Regions from separate parts of the Anas platyrhynchos genome. Here region 1 is linked to region 2. The links are chromatin contacts, called in public Hi-C maps. All regions are on one chromosome and are shown on one strand. Each heading gives the region's core, a stretch centred on a gene start, on an enhancer-like site or on the middle of the called end of the contact. The rest is flanking DNA. Distances are from core to core; before and after follow the strand shown.

Region 1 (5,940 bases), core at 531-3,030, 70 kb before region 2:
CTATATATGGAGTAATAGAATATACTGATTTCAAACTAGGAAATAATGAACTGTCTTTTTCATGTAGTAACACTGTTAAATAGGTTTCACTGAAAACAGTATGAGAAGAATTTGGTGTACAGAATTTTATTAGTGGTGGCAATATACAAATTCAAGAGACACACCATTAGAAAGTTATCTGATGTATCGCTAAAATAATGACAATGGAACTCTGCATTATCACACATTTCCAGAAACAAAAATGCTCTAAGTTTTTCTACTTTCAAACTGTATACTAACAAAAACATGTAAGTACCAAAATTTGACGTTATCTCCGTGTACGTATGCTGAATACTGCCTCTTATCCTCCTCTTTGTACTTCATCATCCCTTAACAGGGCCTTAAATTTCAGGAAGAATTTTAAAATGAAGACACTGCTCACTTAAACATCACTTACCATTGACCAAGGCCACATTTATTCCTCTGCCAACATTATTTTTAACTCCACTCATTAAACTGAAACAAAATAAACAATTTAATTTGTAATAGGACAATCTTCTGATATGTAGTATTTCAATTTTAAATAGGAACGATTAAATCATAAGATGTGTATCTTAAAGACCATGTGCCCATGAGTACTTAAATGAAGCAAAGTCTCCTACGTGCCTTTACGGAACCACTGAACTGAGAATGATAGATCTAATGTCCCTAATTGTACCCACTTAGCTTGAAAAAAAAGATGATTAAATGCTCAAAGTATGTGTGTATTAAAAATGCCAACAAAAGTAAAGTGCTATCAGTGCAGTTAAGGAAATTCCTTGAAGTTAAGGAGCCTGAAACATGAAGAACAATTTGAGGGGCTTAGCACAGTCACGTAACCAACATTTTATACTTTTTTTAAGCATAGGATGAACAAAATCGTTAATGAGTTTAAAAGTTAACTGAACCAAAGTATTTAAAATGAATACTGCAGCATCACAATACTAAACAAGAAAGTCAATGTAGACATGTTTCCTATGACAGACAGAAGTAACTAAGTCCAAGGGAAATAGTCAATATATTGATGGGACTTTAAACAAAAAGTGACTATAATCTTGGAGTACCATTAGACATCCCAACAAAACCACCACAGTCTACGACAACAATTACTTGGCCAAACTCAGAGCAGAAAAGGAGCTCAGAAAGTACAGAGACACTGTGAAATGGCAGCTGTTCAGAGCTGTAAAGAAGAGCTAATGGGAATGTTAAGACTGTTAGCTACGGTGCCTTGGGCCATGGTGAGGGTACCACTCCAGTGAGAGGAAGCTCACAGATGATCTCATTATTTTTCACTGGCACTGTATGAAGATCTCCGTTCTACCTACAGGCCCTAAATATTCCAGCAGTTCCACTTTGAAGCTAGGACTAAAAGCATTAACATAAGCAAGGAGAAACAGGAATAAGGGTTAAAACCCTATGAGGACAGTTAAGAAATCTTCAGCTCAGATTTAAGAAAGCATTTCAGCATAAGCATACTGGAGCATATCTCATCAATTCCAAACACACTCTAATAAATGTGTTAATTCCTTCCTGACCAGGGCTGCTTTGACTTCCCTAGCTTGCTCTAAGAAGGGGCTGGCAAGCTTGTACAACCCTTCTATCTTCAAAACTTTTATCAGGTAACTTCTTTTGTGGCCACATGATTTTCAGGTCATGTCTGAGCAACTATTCAATGTTTCACAAGGACTGCATGCTTGCACACACCACTGCAACATCCCATACTAATTCATTACTCATCCCATACTAATTTGTTACTCACCCCATTCTAATTCTTTACTCATGAGCTAGCAACAAGAAATGCTCTGTTACAAAGATGATGATAGAACCTTCCTCTCTGATGGTGTCCGTTGCACTTAGGATGAAGATACAAGCCAAAATTTAGATCAAATTCATACAGACAACACCATATCTGGGACAGACTCAGTATCAGCGATTTCAGAGAGGCAGTGAATGCCCACTAGCTAATGGCAACTCTTTGTATGGTGGCTTCAGTTTTATAGCAGTAGTAATCGGAGATGAAAGATACCATATTCTTTTGTCAGCCCTCTAACATATCATCTGCCAAACATTTGTGATTAGAAGAGGACTTGTAATTTTCTTCTAAAATATGGAATTCAGTTTTGGTCAGTAGGGAGTTACAGAAGCATTTTAGCCGCTGGAAGTCCATTACTTCTGTGATCACATCATTTTCACATCATGTCTAGGCATCAATTCTAAGCAACAGAAACATATGGCAAATAGACTGAAAAGAAATAAAACAAAACCAATGAAGTTCTGAATGCATTCCTTTGGTCATAGAAGATGGACTTTAATTTACTAAAAAGATTAAGAACTTAGTTTAGTTTTTAACTACGATTCTCAGTAAATAAACTGAAGTCAAAAAACTTCCAATACTGGGTTAATTAGGCACTGAAAAACCACACACACCTAACAGCTATGATGGACTTCAGATACCAAAAAATCCTGCAAATATGAATACCAGAAATAAAATAATTATTAAAGGTGGATGCTGTAAGATCCTGCTATATGGTTACTGTTGCACAAACATGGAACTGGCTTCTTTACAGAAGAAAAACTGCATGTTGATAGTAAAGAGGTATAACTCTATTGCTCCTTTTAAACCCATCACATAGCAACCACAATATTTAATATTTTGACAATGACTGCAGTATATTATTTTTTAGTTTGGATTATGCCCTTCCAATACAGAAAAGCAAGACCATAACTGAACATCTACAGAGCAGAGCTCCCACCACAGTCCAAAATATCTATACAATAAAAAGGAAACACTGAGCACTTAAACGCACTCCCAATTACACTAGCAGTTTCACTACTGTCAAACTAAATGACACCCTTGTTTAATACAGAGCAAAAGCTTATGCTGTAAACATTACAAACAATTTATGAAACCTTGTTCCTGCTTCTGTGTCTTGGAAGCACAAGGAAGACTATCAAGAAAAATTCAGCAATCCCGACTTAACCAGAAAATGGCGTTTTGCAGGATTGTCAAAAACATCACTACAAAAAGAGCTACTAAAAATAAAGTAAGTCCCTTCACAGTTCTGAGACACTGCTTTACACACCTGAGATGGCTTGTGTGCTGTCACAAATACTAGTGGGTGTAATGTGAATGCTTTCTCACAGGAGGGCAGTAGTTTACCAGTTTTAGAATTCTTCCGAAAACTCACAATCAAGAAATGATGTCAGCTTTTGAACGAGAAGTCAAATGTATTATGAACAAAGGAGAAGATAATATAAAATTAATCAATCCTGCTGACGGACACTTCAATAGACTTTAAAAATCCTCCTCAGAAGGAACTAGCAAAGCTTTTTGCCAATTGAAACAGAACTTAAGACCCCAATAGTTATGCAGTAAGTTGTACACCAATATTAAAAGAATAGAGGATTTCTTGACAGTCACTATTTTTCATCACTTGCTTAAATGAAATATTCATATTGTTGTTCATGTCTCCCCAAAAAAATCTCTCCTTAGTTAACCAGTAAGCAAGACACTTAAAAAGCCTACAGTCCTGATGTTAAAATATTACTTGCAGTCTCATAACTTTTCATCAGTGAATCACCCTAAATCTTTGCAGATATTAAGCTTCCTAGCAACCAGGCTGAGATGCTGGCAAATTTTGGAACATGAACAAAAAAATCTCTCTGCAGGGAGACTGGATAAGATTTTCCAAGGCTGTAAAAGGAATGAATGCTACGAATGAAGAGAACCAAGCAGCTAGAAATAGTTTTTAGATCACATAAAAATATTTTTTTCATTTTATTTTAATTAGAGAATAAAGTGATGGAAAATATAATCCAGTACTTACAGATTTTACAGACCTAAACAGTAACTGATCGCTTATCCTATTTATGAGTTTTGCTGTTCACAGAAATGTTGCCATTTGCTCTAGAATTAGTGCTGACTGCTGTATGTGCTATCTGTACCACCCTGTACTTACATAGCATGGGCTGCGAAACAGCTAAACTGGGGTAGTTTAAATGTAGATGGAAGGCAAAGGCTGATTATTAAAAAAAATGTATTTATTACTTCTGACAATGCTAACAGCATGTCTTTGCTGCCACGTCATTCAAAATTGAGTGGATAGATTATATCATACAAAATGGCATGCTGTGGGTGACAATGAGCAGTAGCAACCTAAGAGCAAAGAAACAGAGTCTAAAAATAAACATTAATATTCTAGTTATAAGGATTACCCAAAGTTATTCAGTTAAATACTCTAGACATAATATTGTTAACAATACTGTGTTGAAAATACTGTTATTAGAAATACAGGGCTTGAATAATTTTTCAAACAGTTCCTTTCTTCAACAAGGCTAAGTGCCAGGTCCTGCACCTGGGGCACAACAACCCCATGCAGTGGAACAGGCTTGGGGAAGAGTGACTGGAAAGTTGCCTGGCAGAGTAGGACCTGGGAGCACTGCTCGACAGCCAGCTGAACATGGGCCAGCAGCATGCCCAACCAAGGCCAACAGCATGCTGGCCTGCATCAGAAAGTGCCAGCAGGACCAGGGAAGTGACTTAGCTCTGGTGAGATCATATCTTGAGTACTGTAGTGAGTGGCCCAACGCAGAACACAAGAAGGATATTGAGTTGTTTAAGTTTGTGCACAGAACAACGAAGCTGGTGAAGGAAGTAGAAAGCAAAGACTTATGAGGAGTGGGCTGAGGGAACTGTGGTTCTTTAGTCTGGAGAAGAGGAGGCCAAGGGGAGACCTCATCACTCCCTGCAACTACTTGAAAAGAGGCTGTAGTGAGGAGGATGTCGGTCTTTTTTTCAGGTGACAAGCAATAAAACACAAGGAAACAGTCACAAGTTCCACCAGAGGAGGTTTGGATTAGATGTTAGAAAGAATTTCTTCAGGGAAAGGGTTGTCAAGCATTAGAATGGGATGTCCACAGAAGTGGCAGACTTCCCATCCCTGGAGGTACTTAAGAGAAATGTGAATATGGCACTACAGTACATGGTTTAGTGATGGGCTTGATTGTTCAGGTTGATGGTTGGATTAGAGGTTGAAAAAGACCTTCAAGATCGTAAATGATTCCAAATCATTTCACAGTTCAATTTTTCAGTTTAATTAATAGTGCTGATGGTAACTAACTACCAATCTTTAAAACACTTTTTCCTTTTGAAGAAATGTGGTAAAGAAAAGTTGAAAATATGTTCTGTCTCCGGTACAACATAAACAGATAATTTAAAAGATGACTTGCAAAAGACAATCCACAGCAGTTTTAGCTGATTACATTCAATTAGAAGTACAATGAGTAATTACTTAAAAAGACAGTTGTGCACTGAATTACAATTACAGACACAAGAACAAGTTACTTGGAGGCAACACTGTATCTAACTGCGTGAAGTCTCACTACTCCAACAGTCTCTAAACCTAAAATAAATGGTTAGCTATCTTGCATGTATTAAAATTGCATATATTTCAGCATTTACTGCAGTGTATTAAATGTGTTTCATCAGAGATTATACTTCGTTATAACTTAATTTTTTCATGTGGTCATACTGTAGGCAAAACAAGATCTGCAAAGAATCACTTAAATTAACGATTTTGTGCGCAGAGCAATCCAAGGCAAAGGTTGAAAGAGGTATTTTAAGACAACAGGTAAAAATACTTACACATTATCTTCTACACAAATTTTAGGTCCAACTACATTTGCTGCTCCACTTGCCATTTTGAACGCAAAATGCTTTTCAGGACAAGCTTTAGAGATCCCACATTTGTATCTTGGAGGTTTTGTGGCTTTCAAAAGAAAATAAAACAGAATTTTAGAGAAAATCAGGAATTTAGGAAAATCAGGGAAAGAGGAAAATTACTTTCTGATTGCATTTGAAGTGTAATTAAGACTTTCCAAACGGAAAATTCAACATTCTTTCTACTATTAGTGAAAGCAAGT
Region 2 (5,571 bases), core at 2,916-5,415:
GGTGGATTTTTTGGGCTCCTGTCTACTTCTGGTTGTACAATTCCCTGAGAATCAGTCTAGGATGAAGCCTGCCCTCTCTAGTACCTGTCCTGTTAGCACAGGGACCAAAAGGCTGGTGCTTGTGCAGCACAAGACTACTTTGAGATTGGTTTTCATTTGTGAGGCTGCAATTCCTCAAGATGTTCTGCTTCTCCCTGGCTATAAATACAGACTGGGGGACGAGAGGCTGGAGAGTAACCCTGCAGAAAGGAGTCTGGGGGTTTTGATTGACAGCAGGTTAAGTGTGACTCAGCAGTGCGCCCTGGCAGCCAGCAGAGCCAGGTGTACCCTGGGGTGCATCAGGCCCAGCACTGCCAGCCAGGCGAGGGAAGGGATTGTCCTGCTCTGCTCTGAGCTGGTGTGGGCTCACCTCTGTCATGGTTCCGCTTGAGTGGGCAGCCAAGCTCCACCACAACCGCTCTCTCACTCTCCCTCCTCAAAGAGGAATGGGGAGAAAATATGATGAAAAGGGCTCAAAGGTTGAGATAAGGAGGAGAAGATCATGCAGTAATTATTGTAATGGGCAAAACAGACTCGGCGTAAGGAGATAGTAAGATTTATTGCTTATTACTAGCAAGCTAGAGAAGTGAGAAAGAAAGGAAGGAAACCAAAAGCACCTTCCCCCCCACCCACCCTCTTCCACCTCCTCCCCCCGAGCAGCACAGGGGAACGGGGGAATGGGGGCTATGGTCAGTCTACAGCACTTCTTCTCTGCCGCTCCTTCTCGGTCACTCTCGTCCCCTGTGCTGTGGGGTCCCACCCACGGGATGCAGTCCTTGATGAACTGATCCAGCGTGGGCTTCCCACAGGCAGCAGCTCTTCCAGAACTGCTCCAGATATGGGTCCGTACCACGGGGTCCATCCCTCAGGAGAAAACTGCTCCAACCTGGCTGGTTGTGACCTGGCTGGCAGGTCACCTGCTCCTGCATGGTCTCCTCCACGGGCTGCAGCGTGGAACCCTGCTCCACCGTGGTACTCCATGGGCTGCAGGGGGACATCCTGCTTCACCATGGTCCTCACCACAGGCTGCACAGGACTTCTGCTCCAGCGCCTGGAGCACCTCTCCCCCTCCTTCTTCACTGACCTTTGCTCCTGCAAGGCTGTTCCTCACTTCTCTCACTCTCCCAGCTGCTGTGTGGCGCAGCATTTTTTTTCCCCTGTCTTAAATATGCTCTTGCAGAGGCGCAAAACAACATCACTTACTGGCTCGGCTTTGGTCAGCAGTGGGGCCCTTACCAAACATGGGGCAGCTTCTAGATCCTTCTCACAGAAACCACCCCTATGGCCCCCTGCTACCAAAACCTTGCCACGTAAACCCACTACAACCTCTAGCACTGTGTGCAGTTCTGGGCACCTCAATATAAGAAGAACATAAAAATATTAGAGTGCCCAATGTACGGCTACAAAGATGGTGAAGGGTCGGGAGGGGAAGATGTATGAGGATCGGCTGAGGTCCCTGGGTTTGCTCAGCCCAGAGCAGAGCAGGCTGAGGGGAGGCCTCATGGCGGCCTGCAGCTCCCTCATGAGGGGAGCGGAGGGGCAGGCGCTGAGCTCTGCTCTCTGGGGACAGCGACAGGACCCGAGGGAACAGCATGGAGCTGGGACAGGGGAGGGTCAGACTGGGGGTTAGGGAAAGGTTCTGCACCCAGAGGGTGGTCGGGCACTGGGACACGCTGCCCAGGGCAGTGGGCATGGCACTGAGCCTGCCAAAGTTCAAGAAGCGTTTGGTCAACGTTCTCAGACACAGGGTCAGATTTTTTGGATGTTCCTGTGTAGAGACAAGAATTGAACTCAATGATTCTTGTGGGTCCCTTCCAACTCGGGATATTCAGATTCTCAGAAGTTGCCTGATCCCCTCATGCCTCCTTAGGACAATTTCTGTACATCTATGCATGAGAAAGAACTTGAAAAGGAGCTGTTATTTCTTCTTCACTGTAGTGTTTTTCTTTGCACTCTAATTTATTATGCACATATTCATTGCGCGTTCCAAAATAAAGTTTCTTTCACCTTTCACTTTCTAGAAATCAAAGCAAAATGGAGGGGAGACTGAAGTCCTCTTTCATCCTGATGACCAGTTCAATGTGGGAATGTTTGCAAACCAGGATAACAGGTCACAGCAGCTAAGAAGAAAGCACAGTGCATGGAGGATTGTGCGGATTCAACTCAGGTTCCTCAGCCGTGTAAGAAAAACTGAATTTTTCTACCCCAAAATGAGGCAGCAGACCTTGGCTGTTTCTTCCACAAAGAAGGTGAAGAAGGTCATTGTATAGGATGGATAGCTGAGGGAAGAGCCCAGTGAAGCTGGGCTTGCAGTCCCTGCGCATCTGGGCTGATCGAGGGACAGAGGGGTGATTACAGCATGTACTGTGGCCATGCGTCCTACAGCAGGTATTACTTCACAACCTCCTGCCCTCCTGCCCTACCCAGCTGCCCATTCACCTATGCCTCAAAGCAGTCCCAAAACGAGGTCGCACCCAGGGGATATACCCACTACCAACCAAATACCAGGGCTTATTTTCTGAAGAAAAGGACAATTACAAAATAAATGTGATATAGCTTCTTGTAATGAATTGTAGTAGGTACAGCTTAATGCAGAAAGACATAAAAAATACCTACTAAAAACAAACCCTTTTAGTACATAACAAGCCTTTACTCAGCACTGACAATATAATCTCCTATCCTACAAGGAAAGGTTTGCACATGCTTCTCTGTTTCCAAGAGCCCCTTCATTAATATTACTTCTTCGTCTGCAAAGTGAACTCATGACTCCGCATAATCACTCTCCTTTCTGCAGGAAGCAGAACGGAGCCAACACTGCACATGCCATTACTCCTGAAGGGCAGCCTCCAGAGCTGCATTTTAATGAGAATGAGATGCTGTTTTGTCTCTAATGGCTCTGGCACTCTAGTGGGTTTCTGAACATTAATAAGTGAACGTTCTGAACATTAATAAGCATGTCAGAGGAGGCAGGTGACTGCCTAGGTGCTTGCTCCTTTCCTGGCAAATGCCAGAGAAAACATTTTTTTTTTCTTTTATTAACCTAGACTGAAGTCTGAGCTGACACATTTTACATCACATTTGCAGTGAGAGTCTCCAATCAGTTACCAACAACTTGTTAAAGTGCAAGTGAAATAATCTTGTATCTTAGTGAGGAGTGCTTAGGCACAGCTGCGACACCATCCTTTGTATCTTCCCTAGGACAGCTTGGTTAATGTGAAAGAGGAAAGCTCATCTTCTCTGCCTTCTGTTTCTTAAAAATGTATGATAAATGAACTCCAGGTTAATTATACAGGTGCGCTGTCTATAGGAGGCAACATTGCTCTGTATGTTAATGATGAAACCACAGACAGGTCAGTTCATATGTTTTGACTTTAATAAAGCATTCGGATTTTCTGACGTGAGCCCTTTCTTCCAGTGGTGCAGCTACTGCAGTAATTTAGAGCTGAAGCTTTCCCATGTTACTGGGTGTCATTTAACCTTGCTTGAGCTTGTTTATTTATACAGAAAGTGGGGAAAGTAGTGTTTGTTTCTCTCACAAGGCTGTGAGAAAGCTTATCAATAATATCTGCAAAGAGCACTGGGAACCTTGGCTAGAAGAAATAATATAATTTGTTACTGTGATCACATCAGTGCAAGATTTTTTTAGTGTCAATCTGTTGGAGTAGAATTTCTGGGATCATTTAGTCTTTCCAAAAAGACACCAAGATACTTTTCTTTTGGTGACAGAAATACTGATTTGCTATCCAAAATAAAGCCTTTTTTATTAATATATTTTTATATGCTCCTTTATAACCACACAGCCAAACAATTCCACATCTGTAAAGTAAACAAGTAAGAAAAGACTATACTTATACATACATACATATGTATACATATATACGTGTATTGTTTTTTTCCCTAAGGAATAAATATGATTTAGAAAGGGCCATTGGGTTGGATTGCAGAGCTTGAGAAGAAAAGGTGGGAGTGTTTTAGTTGGAAATGTTGCATATATTTTTCTTGTAGTAAAGTAAAACAAAAATATTTTACATTTCTTATGGTGAAGTTCTAGAAACAGAGGTGATAGCCCTGTTCAGATGATGATTCAGTGCGTGACTCACCGTCTGAAGCTGTGTTTGTCTTATGGAAAGGATGCCAGATGCATGTGCTGTTATCTGCTCTCTTTGGAGATGTGTCTGCACATGTGCTGGACGGGGGTGTGAAAGCTCACAGCTCTGATGAGAGCATTTCTGCATCTGCTTGGGAGCCTATATTTAGTCTGCAAGGATAAGGTTCGGAGAACCATCAGGATTACAACGTAGACACTCAATAAATGTAAATGCCACATAGACTTTACAGATACAGAAGGCAGGCTGTCTTAGTCACTTCGTTCCAAACCACCTTCATAGTTAGACATCCAAAAGCCAGCTCTTAAAAAAATTGCCATCTAATCTTCAAGACTCTTTAAGTCCACACAAAGTTTTTCCCCTCTATGTTTTGACACTTAGAAAACCTCATAAACTATTGAAGCTTAAACCAGATAATGATTTGTAAAGTGGTGTTTCTGAGCCTGGGACTCAAACCAGTAAGTACTTATAATAACGAGATAGATTTCTCCCAAATGCATGACGAGATAGTGTGCTGGCAAGTACTACTTTTCTTCCTTTTGTGTAGCTGTTCAAGGGTTAGCATTCAAGATGAAAGAATTTAAGTTTCACCTTTTCTTCTGCTGAAGGGGGTTGGAAGCTGCAAGACTAAACTCTCAGAAGAGCATCCAGACTTGCAGTGAGTACAGCTGTGCGTGTTGTGCTGGAGAATGTGGGCTCATCAAAGCAGTAGCACAATAGGTAGAGGTTACAAACTTGGGAAAGTGATCTTATGATTTGTGCACCTGGAAGGAGACCTGGCTTCTGATTAGGGCTCAAAGTATTGATGAGATCCAGGACTGTCCTGCTTTTCTAAAGGTCTGATGGCACCAGGTGTTAAACTCAGCATAGCCATGGTGCCAAGAGACACAGGTTTCCCCTGCGCAACAGTAAGACCATTGACTGATACTCACCTCAGACAAGTGCACAAGTGATTTCTGTGCAAAGCAGGAATTTTAGGTTATGTGATTTGAGGATTACCTCCATAAATGTGATGGAGCAGTCCAGAGAAGGGCGACAAAGCTGGTGAGGGGTCTGGAGAACAAGTCCTACGAGGAGCGGCTGAGGGAGCTGGGCTTGTTCAGCCTGAAGAAAAGGAGGCTCAGGGGCCACCTTATTGCTCTCTACAGATACCTTAAAGGAGGCTGTAGCGAGGTGGGGGTTGGCCTGTTCTCCCACGTGCCTGGTGACAGGACGAGGGGGAATGTGCTAAAGTTGCACCAGGGGAGTTTTAGGTTGGATGTTATGAAGAACTTCTTTACCGAAAGGGTTGTTAGACATTGGAACGGGCTGCCCAGGGAAGTGGTGGAGTCACCATCTCTGGAGGTCTTTAAAAGACATTTAGATGTAGAGCTTAGGGATATGGTTTAGTGGAGGACTGTTAGTGTTAGGTCATAGGTTGGACTCG

Evidence for each region. Hi-C and Micro-C count contacts between places; a contact is called where the count stands out from the background.
Region 1: a contact with region 2 is called in a Hi-C map of liver, with 4 times the contacts expected there. The contact joins two enhancer-like sites. A contact is called at or near these places in 4 of 8 Hi-C or Micro-C datasets (F1 follicle, liver, skeletal muscle and 1 more).

What each region holds. Positions count from the first base shown.
Region 1 is chr1:24,426,376-24,432,315 of IASCAAS_PekinDuck_T2T, reverse strand. It overlaps FAM3C (FAM3 metabolism regulating signaling molecule C), which reads right to left. Exons shown (of 10, transcript XM_038185043.2): 5 at 5,663-5,786; 6 at 437-495. Among named protein-coding and RNA genes, the nearest start is that of FAM3C, 25 kb to the right of the region's middle. Within about 2 kb of position 1,780, at least 2 of the 8 cell types and tissues checked have an H3K27ac peak or open chromatin away from gene starts, as enhancers often do.
Region 2 is chr1:24,359,200-24,364,770 of IASCAAS_PekinDuck_T2T, reverse strand. No RefSeq gene overlaps it. Among named protein-coding and RNA genes, the nearest start is that of FAM3C, 42 kb to the left of the region's middle. Within about 2 kb of position 4,165, at least 2 of the 8 cell types and tissues checked have an H3K27ac peak or open chromatin away from gene starts, as enhancers often do.